3 separate regions of the Mus musculus genome follow, and regions 2 and 3 are each linked to region 1. Evidence: chromatin contacts called from public Hi-C data. All regions are on one chromosome and are shown on one strand. Each heading gives the region's core, a stretch centred on a gene start, on an enhancer-like site or on the middle of the called end of the contact. The rest is flanking DNA. Distances are from core to core; before and after follow the strand shown. Region 1 has its middle 37 kb from the start of Gm51973. Region 2 overlaps Gm40436 (a long non-coding RNA gene). Region 3 has its middle 5.4 kb from the start of Gm24474.

Region 1 (4,910 bases), core at 909-3,408:
ACAAACAAACAAACAAACAAACAAAGAGTTTAAGATGCTCAGAGAAAGCCTAGTCCCTAACACATAAGGGGAGGATCTGAAAGTCTGGAGGAACCAGCTGCCTGAGCTGAGTCTCTTGTCAACACCTTGCTTCACCTTCAGTAAGAACTAAATTCCAGTCCCAGAATTTCTTACCAGTCTCAACACACTACACTGTAAGTTCTTCAATTCCACTTTGATGGAACATGCACACCTCCTCGTCCCCCAGGCTCCCCAGCCCCTTGTCCCCCAGTCCCCCCCCCCCCCATAACACTGTCCTTTGTTACTTGTAAACCTTTGTCTGCCTGGTGAATGCCCTCCTGCCCTTTAGAACTCAGTCACAACATAACAACATCGCCTCCCTCTCCCGCTGGCCCTTTGTCCACCTCCTCCCTGTGCCTTCTTCCACTGTTTCCTGAGCAATCCAATGCCCATGTACATGGAACAACTCCAGTATTGTCACTGTGCGGGGATGCTCTCTTCCAGTTGTCTGTAAATCCAGAGAGCACAGCTTTTTTGACTCCAAACCACAGCGGAGGAAGTAGCAGGCAACAGAACAGTCTCCTTGGACCCTACGCGCAGCACAACATTACAAGGCTAGGATAATCAAGGCCAGGCTTCCTGGTCAAGTTCCTAGTAGCGCTCCTGATTAAAATGCACAATTATGGATGATTCTTTCACACCGTTTAGAAGATGATGTTTTTAAAAAATAAGAAGAAAAAAAAAAGAATAACCAGAGAGTAGGAAGGTTACTAAAAAAATAAACACTATAAAAGAACATAAAAATTCAATAGGGGATTTGAAAAATATTGTTGGAGTAACAGAGAGCAGAGAAGACATTAAACCTGAATGACTTTGTGTGCCCCACACTAGGATAGCTCATTGGCCTGTCTCTGACCCCTGGTAGCCTGAGCTCCTTCATAGCACGGACTGAGTCTCTTCCCTCCATCAGCACTCCAATGTTTGGTACGTAACAGTTGCTGGCACATATCTACTGAAGAAATGAAGGGCAAGCATACGAAGAAGCGAATGCACACGATAGCTGAGCTGGGGTTTGAACGAAGATCGGATATAAGCAGCTTTGGTGTTTTAGGAAAAGACCTCCGCCCAGGAAGGGCCAGGCAAGAGAGGCAGCGGGTTTCCAGCATCCCAACCCGGAGAAGGAAAAGATGGACCTCCAGACAGACATAAGAAGTCTGAGGAAAAGAAGGGAGAGGAGGAAGCTCACATATTGGTTGGTATTTGGGGGACCATTGTTAACAAGTGTATCATCAGTACTTTTCATGATTTCTCTCACAAAGTTACAGGATACCATAATTTAACCATAATGCCATCACCAGGGGGATGTCCCTCTATTTATGGCTTTACTTTCCAAGTTCCAATTGCCTAAAAGGTACCTATGACCCAAAAATATTAAATGGAAAAATCTCAGAAATAAATCATTCATATGATTTAATTTACTTTTTATTATAGCACATTGGTATAATTATTCTATTATTAGTTATTAATATTAATATCTTACTGTGCCTACTTTACACATGAATGTTTATTCTAAGGATGGATGCACAGGAAACAAAGCAGAATATCAATAAAAACTTATGCAAGAGAGGCTACAACATGTATTTCCTGGATGCCAAGGCAAAGCTGTACAGGGATAGCTCTCTGCTCAGAGCTTAGAGACAAAAGGCCGCTCGTGGACCTTTGGATTTGAGGAAAAGAATCTGACTGTGTCTGTGTCTGTGTTGTCTTGATGCTGGGCTACCCTCCCTGGCACAGGAATTCTCAAGCTTCCTGTGAGTCTTGCTTTCCTGGGCCTCACCCAGTCAGGGCTCCCAGACTCTGAAGATCAAGGCTCCAGCGGGATACCAGCTCCCTCTTTCAGATGATGCAGTAGCAGTCCCCCACCCTTGCCCCAAAACCCTGTGTGGGAAAGTAAATAGTCGGGTTTGGGATGTAATGGTTTTCTTCTGTTTTGTGTTACGGGATCTGATGCACACACACACACAATCTGCCCAGAACCTCAAATAATTACAGTGAGACGACTCTGCTTCCTTCTCTTGGCCACAGCAGACAGGCGGGAGCCCAGACAGACACTGCAGAGGGAGAGGGCGCAGTGACTGACGGATGGGAAAGGCGGGGACCAGGAATTAGGGACTGTAAGAGAACCACAAGCTCAGTGTCACGGCGTCGTGGCACTGGGCGGGAGTGGGGGAAAGGCCCTGCCTAGAGGGCCAGGGACTAGCCTCATTTAAAAATCACTTAATAGAAAGACCTGCCAGAAACGATTAAGTGAGGGGAAAGGCAAGCCCAAGGCAACTCACGCACTAGGCTATCATTTCTGTCATGAAGGAGCCGAACAGCCCACATTTGCTGTGTGGCCACCAACAGCACTCGTCTCTGAGGAGGGAATGGTGTGGCGAGGAGGGAGCTGTTTTGGCTTTGTCGGAAAATAAGATAGCAAATTCAACAGACTAGTAAAAACGAAGCAGCTTTTAATATACAGTTCTGCAGAAAGAGACCCCAGTGTGGAGAAAAGGCCAGCGTGGCTTGCAGATTTGGAGGAGGACTCTTTTAGAATGAATACTCTCATCACTCCCGGTCTCTCTTTCCGTGGGTCAAGCCTTGCTCCCTTCTCCAAATCCTCTTTTCATTGGCTTAGTACACAGAGACTCATCCAATGAACAAATTGGGGCTTGGGACTGCCCCCCTTTTCTGATAAAGCTCCAAGCAGATGTTGCCCGATGGTGCCAGGTATGAGCTTTGGGGGGCGGGGGCGGGGGAGGGGCGGGGTCTGGTGTGTCTGGCTCCTCTGTGACTCCAGTAAACCCTAAACTCACCTTCTATTGAAAATGGACCACAATCTGTTTCTTACAGGGGTTACCTATAATTTTGAAAATTTCCAATCCCATGGATTTCACTGGGTAGTGAAAATAGTAAAGCTAAATCAAAGAAATTTAAGGAACAGATAACAATGTGGACGATGTGCCCACTCACTTCCTGTCCATCAGGATTAGACCGGGCCAGTTCATTCTTTGATCTCCGCGACCGTGACCCCCTACATATTAAATGTGGAGTTCACTTTCTGCCATGTGGTGCAAACACAGCCAATTCCACAGTGTATTTGAGCAAGAAAGGCTGACGAGATCGTCTGATCTAATATTTCCAAAGCTGATCGTCTGACCAGCTCTTTCCTGCTAGCCCTACAGTCTTACTTCCGGTCATCACAGACTTCCTGTTTTACAGCATTAATTAAAGACCCTCAATCTTAGAGCTGTTAGGAAAGGAAAAATTGACAGGCTGAGGCGGTGATCATGCAGTCTAGCTCAAGGCCAGAGCATCACTAAAACAGAAGTTTAAGGAAGAAAAGTAGGGGAAGGAGAGGAGGGTAGAGACCTGTGCACACAGCCTGCACAGCGCTTAGTGGGTTTGTGCATATATGTGTCTATGTGAATGTGAAGGTGTGCAGTGCATATGTGCTTGTGTTTGTGTGACTGTGTGATTAAATCTGGGCAGCTGTAAGTGTCTCAGTGCATGAACTGTGAGTGTTTATGGTTATGCCAGTGTCTGCATATGGATGTGTGTGAGGGAATGTTTTTGTGTGGAGTGGGAAGAGCTTTCTTCCTCCAGGCCAGGATTCCAAGAAGGAGCTGCCAAGTTGCTTCTTGACTCATCCTTTCTTTGACCTTGAAGCACCACAGGAGGATACAGGGGTATGGCAGGAGCAGGTCCTTCCCCTGCCCAGGAGAGAACAGGCGTTCCCTAGTCTCAGGGGACTAACCCATCCTGCTTCTGACTAAGTCATCAATTTTTCAGTTGACACTAATTTTTCTGATCCTCCAGAGTCAATGGCATGGAATCTGGGTAATTGAGCCACTGCAGACTAGCTCGGAGTCTAAGGACTAGGCACAGGAAGGATTTAGTCATGGAGGTCTTGGGACATAAGTGTCTCAGTGCTCCTGCCTGCCCTTTTAACCAATGAATAAAGTAATGTTTGCTAAATCTAGTTGTATTCTTCTTCAATGGGTCTCAAAAACGGATAAAATATTACATTGTCAGTTTTTCAAGGTATACATGCTACCTCAAATTATAGAGGGGGCCAAGCTATCGAATAGCCATAGATTCGAGGTCCCAAGTTAATCCTATACTAACTTGGTCTACTGGGTGACTTTTCTGTAGATGGAATATGACATTGTGACAGGCCTGACACCAATGAATATTCTAAACAGAAACCCAGTGTCTCAATCTGACTATCAGACTGTCGAAACAATAGATCCCAGAGAAATGAGAATTTCCCAGAAATCTCATGCTGGGAGAAAGAAAAGGGCAACAAGAGGGGGCACTTGTCTCCCTAAAGGAGATTTCACAGTTACAAGCGATTAAACCACCTTGCAGAATATGACTGAAACCCAGACAGTGATAGGGCAAGCTGGGCAGGACTACACCCTGACCAGAACTGCTTATCTTTATATACTTGGCCTTCTGTTGAAATTTTGATCTCACTTCAGGATCCCAAAGGTAGACTTCAGGGGTTGCCAGATCTTTCTGCCTTTTTTCTTAGTGTGGTCACATTGAATACATCTTTTTCCTGCTTTCCATGGTTAATTTGCTTCCTATTACTAACTTACTAAGGATGGGTGCTTGGACCTGACTTGGGTATCAAAATTGGTTTTTGAAATGTATTTAGGAAATATAGAGTTACAAAAAAGTGGGAAAATCACTTGTAATTCTGATTACAAGTCTTGATATAGCAAGCCTAAATTTAAGTGCAAATATTTAAAGAGAATTTTAGCTGGAACTTTTTTTAGTGGACCCACACTACCAGAAGAGTTAATAATATAGAAGCCAGTCCTCTTGTTTTTAGTCTTTCTGAGTTGTTATTAATTACAAAATGC
Region 2 (4,910 bases), core at 924-3,423, 190 kb after region 1:
TGCAATTCTAAACTGAAGAGATCCTACCCCACTCCCCACCCGCACTACTCAGTTTCCCTTCATGCGTAGTACACAGTCAGACAGGCTGTATTTACCGTGCCTGAGGAGGAAGTAAGAGTACTCTTGAATAACTGAGCCAGGAGGGGAAGAATTCGTCTAAGTGCTTGTAAAGAATTACTATATAGTATGTTAACTGAACCACTGGTGTGTAATTCTAGGATGAAATAGATCAGAGAGGATTATAACATATGTGGATGACGGCAGAGAGGACATTTCAGTGCAAAACATGGACTTTAAAAATGGAGCTGAAGGGCCTGGAGATAAAACCTAGTGGCAGTGTATCTGTCTAGGATATCCAAGGCCCTAGCTTCAATCAACACTCATCATACACACACACCATGCACACACCACGCACACACACACACACACACACACACACACACACACACACACACAACACATACAGGCACACACACAAACACACACACACACACACACACACACACACACACACACCACATTCTGTTCATAAAGAAAACAGTTCAAATTTGGTCTCCTCTTAAGAACTTACATGAAAATTCTGGTGAATTAAAAACTTTAGGGGGGAAATTAATAGTGACATTTTAAGAAATACATACATACATACATACATACATACATACATACATACATACATACTGGATCATATCTTTAAAACTGTTAGAAAATCACTTTAGAGTAAGAAGTAAAAGCCAAAGCCACAAAGAAAATAGAGTTAATATCAGCTCCATTAAAATGTAGTGCTTCTTGGGACTGGAACAATCGATGATGGCTCAGCAGTTAAGAGAACTTGATCTTACAGCAAACCTGGGTTCCGTTCCCAGCGCTCACATGGTGGCTTACACCTTCTGTAACTCCAGTTCCAGGGTATTCCACGCCCTCTGCAGGTCTGCACAGGTACTGCATGCACATGGTGCACATACATACACTCTAACACCTAAAATAGGAGTCTCAGTAGAAGAAGATGCATCGAATCCTGCTACAGCTTGGCTTGCCAAGGCAGGTTGATATCCATGGGAGGCCTCCTCTTTTCTGAGGAGAAAGAGAGAGCGTTAGGGAGAGGGGAGGTAAGAGGGAAGGATTGGGAGGAGAAGAGGGAGGAGAAGCTGCCATCTGGATGTGAAGTAAATTAATTAGTTAATTAATAGAAAGAATAAATTAAAAAAAATAAAAATTAAGTGCCTATGAACTAAGTGGGGACACTTATAATCCTAAGACTGAAATAGCTAAGGCAGGAAGATGGCAAGACTGTGGCCAGCCTTAGCTAAACAGCAAGACCCTGCCTCAAAGGGAAAAAAAAGCATTAAAAATAAAAGCAAGACACTAAGGAAGAACTAGATTGTGATTGACACTGAAACCAGGGCAGCAATGTTCTCTGAAAAGGAAGACCCAGGGACTGGATACGTACATGACCAAGTATGTATTGATCAGTGATGTACTGATGAATCACTTCCCTCAGCTAGGCCTCTTGTCTCTCATTGCCCTTCCATATATTTTATTTATTATGTGTCTTTGACTTTGAAAATGTTTTCGCTTACCATGAACTCCCCCCAGATGAATTTCTTCTGGGGAATTCTAGGCCCCTACTAGCATTTGGGAGAGACATGGGAAAGGGTCCAGAATCCTTTCTGTTCTCTCTCCATGGGTGGGAGCAAAGCCTTTCTGTTCTCTCTCCATGGGTGGGAGCAAAGCCTTTCTGTTCTCTCTCCATGGGTAGGAGCAAAGATTGCCTGGCCAGAGCTTTAATGACCCTTCCTGCTCCTCTGTAAGATTTGGACATTTTTAGAAAACAAAAGTATAATATCTATACAACCTGCTGACACTGACAGATATCTATCCCTTTCACCTAAATAAATCCTAGCAGCCCATTTCACACCAGTGTTTTAAGTTAGCAGAACTTAACCCACACAGATATTTGCGAAGATTTTAGAAGCTGCCCTCCAAGGTCATACTGTGCCATCTTGGCTGAGTTTACCCACCCAGACCTCATTCTACTGCCTAGGGACTATGCTGGTGACTCTGACTCCATTTTGTCCCAGTCCTGTGGCTTTTTACTCTTGGTCCAGCTGTCCAGATGTGTGGCCTGAGGGAAGCAGAGATTTCAGTTCCATTTTCCACACTCTCTCCAACACCCTCCTCCCCACAGCCACGTCAAGCCCCAACGGGTGCCAAAAGGCATCAGACTAGCTCCCTCGTGCACCCTCCTCGTCCCAGATACGCAGGAAGAAAGCCAAGGGACGCAGTCGTATGCCTATACTGTGATTCACATTAGTTTAAGCTCGATGGCCGCGTGTCCCTCATTCACACCCTGTCAACCTTAGCATGTTGGATTCCCACCCGGGGGATGTTCCAAAGGACGGAAAAAGCTCTTTAGAGAATTGATGACTGTTTTGCTCTTGGCTGGAACTTGGGATAGAATGGGCATTCCAGAGAGCTGGTCCAAGACACCACCTGATCCCCGAGCCTTTCCCTCCCAGAGTTCAGAATGTTCCTCACGGAGGGACCTCACATTTCACACACTGAAGCTTGAGGACCTTGTTGCTACAACACAACCTCACAAACCATGGCAACTGGACCGGGCCAAACCCAAAGTTGGACTACATACATGGCATAAGAGTCAAGCTGCCTTAATCTTGCATCTTTGGCTCATTTTTCCTAGCCACATCCTAAAACCAAATGGATTGAATTACTAGATGAAAAAATAAATTCTGTCCGTGGGAACCGTTGCTATTGTCGCAGAAAACAAAAAAAGGAGGTGTTTTCCAACCATGCCTAAAAGGAGGTGAAATCACTGTTTATGGGGGGGAGCTTAAATTCTTACCACATGCGGGAAAATGGAGTTGGTTGTTTAATTAGACTGCCTAGTCAAAGCCCTCTGGTTATTTTAAATTGTGTTTTAAAATATCAACTCCAGGGAAACCTTTCTGAAGGGCAATTCAAAAATATGCACTAAAGGCTTTCAAGATGTATATAATTTTACCCTGCCATTCCAAGTCTGGGAATAATCATGATGGTGCCCAGTGATTTACCTGCGTGGGTACTGAATGCTGCGTTACTTTAACAGTGGCATAGAGGTGGGGTGCTCAGATGCCCAACATGGGAAATTGGTCAAATAAGTTACTGTGCAAAGGAAGCTCTTTAGAGCTTAGATAGCCCCCTGGATGTCTCAAAGGCCTCCCGATTAACTGACTCTGCATCCGTTACAATCACTTGTCTAACAGCACCATGAAGAGTACTCACCGTCCAGGTTCTGTGTGAATCACACACTCCCACTAGCTGTGCTTTGCAACCCACCAAGAATTGGTTGTGTTTGTTCCCAAACCTGTTTGTACTGCCTCAGTTTTTACTGTAATTATAGAGCTTAATTAAGCAACATGCACGCCAATGAAATATCACAAAGCTTTCAATTCCCCTATAAATAGATGACAATTTTTAGAAAGATTGGAGAAGTTGAAATGAAAAGAAAAAATTAAAATACAACTTGTTAAATTATATGATCGATAGTGGGCACTAGTGAAATATTATGCATCTCAGTATCACTAAAGCTATCATGGAAAACTCCATTCTCTTAAGCAATTTTCCAAAAGAGTCAAGGGAGAGACCTGAGGTCTGAGAGCCTGTTTAAGTCTTAAATGTCCAGAAAGGAGGTCCCAGGCCTTCTGAGATTATGCCTGAGGTCTTTTCAAGGTTGGGTAAGGGCACTGACTGATGCTATGAGTTCTTATATCCTAGTAGTTGTCTCTTCTCCTTTCAAAGGACAGACACATCATCCTGTAACCATATCTGGGGCCACAGTGTTGACCTGAGTTGAACTTAACTGAGTCAACACTCAGACCTCACTGAGGACATGATAGGACATGACAACTGAACTTGATATTTTTCTTGCAAGTTGCCTTTGGAAATCTTTCAGAGTGACCTCTTACAATGCTGACCATTGGACCTCCATCCAAGGCTCCTGGGTTAACTGTGGACTAGCTGTTCAGGACTCCGAGGCACCTCAGGAGGCTCTGGCCTACAGGAATGTCTGAAACCCACTCTTCAGCCATTTAGTAAGTGAGGTGAGCATTGCCTTCCCTCCTATGGTTAATAGTCCAGGTCCAACTTCACTGAGCTAAGCTCTGATGTTGAGTCTGGCTTTAATTGGCTTTGTAACAGTAACCATGTGACCTGACCACTCTGGACTTCTGTCTTTTTGTCTGCATCCTAAAGAAATGATACTCTCTCAAATTCTTTCCAGCACCAAATATTTCCATGTCTATGTTATGAGAAATGCTTTTTCACTATAACTGTGCCTAAGATCCTACCAGACTTAGTGTGGTTTTTAAATAACTGTGAGATGATTGTAAAGAGGTATGCAGTTCTGTATGTTGTACATGGTGTGTGTGTGTGTGAAAATAAAAATCATTAACTATATAAGGACACGATCCATTTCTATTCTAAGTACCTAAATAGCCAGTCTCTTCTAACCATCACAACAGCATAAATTGTTAGGGCAGCAAGAGACTCCCTCCAGCTTCCTACCAGGTTGTATGAGAGGAGGCGACCTCAGCCCTTTCCTACCCCGTACATTTGGAAGCCCCTTTTCTAGATGAGCCACTATTATTTGATACCTCTATTATAATTCATTCTTCAAGCAATTGTGATTCTAGCCTAACTTTGATGTTATAAAGAATAAAATAGTAACTGAAGAAGTGAATGGTTGGCTTGGGATCGCTCTTCTAGGAGGAGACAGAACAGCAGTATCAGAACTCTGTCTTTCCTACTGAGAGCCCTTCATGACAGCCCATCAAAGTGGGCCCGTTTCTAAGATTGCCAGAGTCAGAACACTGTAGTACCACAGGTTCCCTGTTTTGTTCTGTGTGGTAATATGT
Region 3 (4,910 bases), core at 1,637-4,136, 130 kb after region 1:
AATGTGAGTGTAGGGCTGCATTGTCTCTGCATCCATGATCTGGGGCTGGCCCCAGAAAGACTTTATCCCTATGCTATGGCATAAACCTCAGACTTAGCATTTCAGGAAGTTAGCGCATAGCTCCAGGAAGCATGAGGATTCAAGCCCAAAGTGGGTAAAGCCAGATAATTCCACTGACGGAAGCATCTCTTTTGTCAAACACATATCAAGTTGAGGTTGTTAGCCTTCTGAGACATAGCTTTCTCCACTGAAAGGATCCCTCATTTCTAGTCTCTGAACCATCCAACTCTCTGAGTTCTCCTCACCATACTGCCTGCCTTCTGGTAGACCCAGAAGGAAAATGCAATTAAAAATTATAAAACACAATTTGAATAAACAAAATAAAACACGATACAAATTAAGGCCAGTTCCTGAAGTAAGAAAACAAAAGATCCTGCTCACATATGCTCAAAGCTGTTTCTGATTTACTGACTGAATGGCTCGCTCCAGCAAACGTTTGGACAGCCCATGTGACAGCAGGCATGCTAACACTTTCCAGTCAAGAGCCTTGGAGATTCCTTGGTCAGTCCACACCTGCTGTTCTAACCACACTGGCCACTTTTGGGAGCCTCAGGTTTAAGTTTCCGCAGTCCAAGAAGTGTAGTAACAGCCAGCTTGGGTGCTCAAAGAAAACAGGTTCTGAGGAGAGTCAACTTGGGGCCCAGGTGGCACATTTCCTGCAGTGTCTGTCCCTCCCCCGGGCTTTGCACTTTTGAAGATGACAGGCACTTGGCACTTTCCCCCCTTTTGGATTGTAGCTGTAAGCCTGCAGAGTGTGACCTTCTTAAAATGACGGCAGCATGAATGTGATCCAGGCTTTGAACTTGAGGCCTCTTAGCCTGAAGAGATGATGCATGCTAATATCTTCACCTTCAGAGTTCTACATGTGGCTCCGCAGACATTAATTACTATTATTTGTCTTGCATCTTTATTAGCATATGTTAATTGTACAACGAAGTGAGCTTCATGGCTTTTACATGTATGAATATAATGCATTTTGCTCATATTCCTTCCTTTAGTGGTCTTTCTTATGGCCCCCTTCCCTTATAGCTCCCCCTTTTCACATCCCTGGAGTCCCCCTTTTAATTTCATGTGCTTCTCTTTTTAACTCTCTGCAGTAGATTCTACAGATGGGTGGAAACATTATCCAATCAATAAACGTACTGTGGGCTTAACCAGCCATTCTCAGAGAAGGAAGTACAAACGGCTAATGAATACAAAGCAATGTTTAACACCCTAACCCACCAGGGAAGAGGAAGTCAAAACTGCACTGAGATGCCTTCTCACCCTCGTCTGAATGGCTATGACCAAGAAAACAACAGATGCTGGTTAGGATGTGGGATGAGGAACCCTCACTCACTGCTGGAAGGGATAGACATCAGTACATACAATGCTGTGGGCATCTGCAGGGAGATTTCTCAAAGAAAATTACAAGTAAACGTGTGTATGACCCAGCCATACCCCTCCCCCGCTGAGCATCTACCCGAAGGACCACAGGTCAGCTCACCACAGAGGCACCGGCACACCCATCTTTATACAGCACTGTCCACAATGACCAAATTACAGAATCAGGGTAGGTGGCTAGCCACAGATGAATGGATAACAAAGAATGAATTTATAGCATTTGCAGGGAAAAGGATGAAATTGCATACATTTAAGTGACATCAGCCAGATCTTCAGAACTAGAGAATTCCTCATCGCAGTTCCTTTTGGTTTTTTGTTTGTTTGTTTGTTTGTTTGTTTGACATAGCGTTTGTCTCACCATGTAACCCCTGATGGCCTGGAACTTACTACATAGATCAGGTGAGTCACCATGGTCTTTTGGCCCATGTTTCCAGATTGCTGTGATTAGAGGTGTCTGCCATCATGACTGGCCTAGGAATTAATCATGACAGCTATGACTCAGCATGTTGAATGGACAGTCATTTACTGGACAATGCATTATAAGGTTTTCATTTACTGGAGGAAAGTGAGCAACAACCTTTACCACCACATCACGACTCCCTGCTCCCCGACACACAGCTACTATTCCTCCAGTGGACTGCCAGCCTTCCAGCTTCTTAGCAAAGAACTCATTTCAGCCTCACATGTGGGCCTGCTGCTCTCCCCTCCAGTAACCACTGCAGGATGAACATAGGCAGGTAGGTCATCACAGGTCTTTCTTTTCAACCAGTGTTTGGCAGGTTTTTTTTTTACCCAGCAGGCCAACATGCTGTGCTGGCTCGTTTGTGTCAACTTGACACAAGGTAGAGTCATTTAGGAAGAGAGGACTTCAATTAAGAAAATGCCTCTATCAGACTAACCTGTGGGCAAGCCTGTGGTCTATTTTCTTAGTTAGTGATTGATTGTGGGAGGGCCCAGCCCATCGTGGGTGGGGTTTGCTGGGGAAGGTGGTCCTGGGAGGTATGAGAAAGCAGAATGAGTAAGCTATCAGGAGGTCAGTAAGCAGCACCCTCCGCGCCCTCTCCTTCACTTCTTGCCTTGATTTCTTCAGGGATGGACTGTTACCTGAAAGCAAGATAAATCTTTTTTCTCCCTAAGTTGCTTTTGGTGACTGTGTTTCATCCCAGCAGTAGAAACCCTAAGTAAGATACAGGCAACATAGAAACAACTATAAAAATCCAAGTGGGAACTGGTCTCTCAACCTTTTTTTTCTCAGTTGCTAGTCTTGGTTTTCCTGCTTGGCCACAGACAATGACCTCAGCTATTCAGTGACCTTTCAATTATGTAGCCTCAGTTGTTACATAAATCCACGTTTATGTGTCAACTGTGTTTGTAAACCATGGCACCAGATTCCCAAGTTGCAACTGTGTTCCCTCACGGCTCTGCAACTTTTCAAGGCCTTGACAGTAACTTGGCCCTGACTCTTTCTCAACTCTGCTTGCCAACCTCCGATGACAGCTCAGCTTGGCTGTTGCCACAGCCTTCCCTCTAGCCTCCCTGAGTTGGGCTTCCTGCCCACCAGCTTGCATCTCAGGACAGTCTCTTCCTGGTCCCATCCCTCTCTCAATCAAGATTAGACAATGCATTGTTGGAGCCTATCAAATCCAAACACCCTTGCCCGACTTGTAAAGCTTCCATAGTCTCACTGCACCCATCTCCATTTTCTTCCTCAGAAAGGTCAATCCACTCCCACTGAACCATGAGGCTCTTCTCTCCAGTGGCAGCACTCCTTTCCAGCTGTCATTTCCCACCTCAGATGACCCCTTTCTTGTTTAGGTCCCCAGCTAGTTGTATTTTACCTAACACACAAAAAAAAGCCCAGTTCGAGTCTAAACTCTCTAAACAAATGGTCCCTACCTCTTCACTATGCACTGGTCACTTCTTTCTTTCTTATTGTGTGTACAAATAAACAATGGCATGCATAACAGTCGTGACGAGCCAACTTCTGCTGGACACTTCTTATGTGTCACGCTTTCTTGGGAAAAGCAACTTTATTATTTTTGATTACAGATGGAGAAACACGGGCCCAGGGGAAACAACGCAGCCAGGGTAACACCTGTGAGCTATTTGTTTCTCCCGTGCATTGCTTCATTCGCTCTCCACTGAGAGTGGAGACAAAGCTCAATGTTTCTTACAGAGCTGGGATGAGGCAGTGAGTCTACTATAAGGTATTGGTTCTGCTGGTCATTGATACACGCAAGTGATATACATCTTTTAAAATGCTTACCCGACAGGAGTTGTCTCATTTATCAAATGAGCAAATATCTGCTTTACAAAGAAGTCCTTTGGAGCCCAGAGATGAACAGTTAGTGGGAAACCATAATCTATAAATTCCCCTGTGTTATTTTATACGCTCCACATATGCTTGAAGTGTTTAAGATGGCATTCCATAGAGTTGTCAAGAACTATTAATGGGATTGGGTGGCATTTTAGGAGGGTCACTGGGCAGGGGCAGAGGTCACTGGCCAACATCTTGATTTTCTGATTTTGTTTTTCAAAATTACATGGCAGCAAGATTTTCTAAGAAGCAACCACATTTTTGTAGCACAGTATTAGAGTTTTCTTCATATCTCTTCCAATATATTTTTTTCTTTTAACAATCAAGGGAAGTAGAGAGATAAATTCAAAAAAGACAAATATCACAGTGTAACCATAAAGGAAGGAGGGAAAGGATCGAAGTTTAGATGAACATTTAACATTTATGACAATCACTCGCTTTTGTCCCTATACCTATTCTAGTTAACCGTGTACAAGCAAGAATTCATGAGATTTCCCCTTCTCCTACTTCAAATCAAAGCTTCACTAAAGGCCAAAATCATAGAGGAGAAACATTCTGTTTCAAGATTCTCAGCTTGTCTCAACTGTAGTTTATGAATTCCCAAGAAAACTCATAAGGAACTGGCAGTTGTAAACTGATACATCAGCTGAGAAGACAGATTCCATCCTACTTTGACTGTCTACTGACTAATGTTCCCTTTCACCCATGCTAAGAATTTTTCTAACTGATCAAAAAAGATCAGATGAGGAAAAAGAAAAGCATTTATAGACCTTGTTTCTTTGGTTTTCTTTCTGAAATTTTTTTCATTATTTGTTTTGTGTGTGTGTGTGTGTGTGTGTGTGTGTGTGTGTGTGTGTGTGTGTGTGTGTTTGTGTGTGCATACCCTGCTGAGTGTAGGTATGTGCACTGTGTGCATGCAGATGCCCTCCAAGGCCAGAAGAGGGCGCTGTATCTCCCGGAACTGCAGTGAGAGGCAGCAGTGAGCACCCAGTGTGTGTTTGGAACTGAAGGCAGCCCTGAGTGCTCCTAACTACTGCTCTGTCGATCCAGCCCCTCTATGTAGTTTCTTCTGGCCCCAGCTTATTGGGATCCCTTCACTTTTAATTGATGGTAGACCTTTCCATCTGATCTGGTAGTAATCTCAGTTTAG

The links. Hi-C and Micro-C count contacts between places; a contact is called where the count stands out from the background.
Region 2: a contact with region 1 is called in a Hi-C map of muscle stem cells, with 1.9 times the contacts expected there. The contact joins two enhancer-like sites. A contact is called at or near these places in 3 of 484 Hi-C or Micro-C datasets (CD8 T cells, muscle stem cells and nephron progenitors) and 2 of 115 datasets of contacts at active chromatin or transcription factors (both in embryonic stem cells).
Region 3: a Hi-C map of the N1E-115 cell line shows a contact between it and region 1, with 3 times the contacts expected there. The contact joins two enhancer-like sites. A contact is called at or near these places in 3 of 484 Hi-C or Micro-C datasets (the HL-1 cell line, the N1E-115 cell line and bone marrow-derived macrophages) and 1 of 115 datasets of contacts at active chromatin or transcription factors (pancreatic cancer cells).

Annotation. Positions count from the first base shown.
Region 1 is chr12:70,781,394-70,786,303 of GRCm38.p6, reverse strand. No RefSeq gene overlaps it. Among named protein-coding and RNA genes, the nearest start is that of Gm51973, 37 kb to the right of the region's middle. Within about 2 kb of position 2,158, at least 27 of the 459 cell types and tissues checked have an H3K27ac peak or open chromatin away from gene starts, as enhancers often do. A contact at or near this core is called in the N1E-115 cell line and muscle stem cells, where this site is marked.
Region 2 is chr12:70,595,939-70,600,848 of GRCm38.p6, reverse strand. All of the region lies in intron 1 of Gm40436 (a long non-coding RNA gene), which reads right to left. Among named protein-coding and RNA genes, the nearest start is that of Gm40436, 7.8 kb to the right of the region's middle. Within about 2 kb of position 2,173, at least 26 of the 459 cell types and tissues checked have an H3K27ac peak or open chromatin away from gene starts, as enhancers often do. A contact at or near this core is called in muscle stem cells, where this site is marked.
Region 3 is chr12:70,652,732-70,657,641 of GRCm38.p6, reverse strand. No RefSeq gene overlaps it. Among named protein-coding and RNA genes, the nearest start is that of Gm24474, 5.4 kb to the right of the region's middle. Within about 2 kb of position 2,886, at least 44 of the 459 cell types and tissues checked have an H3K27ac peak or open chromatin away from gene starts, as enhancers often do. A contact at or near this core is called in the N1E-115 cell line, where this site is marked.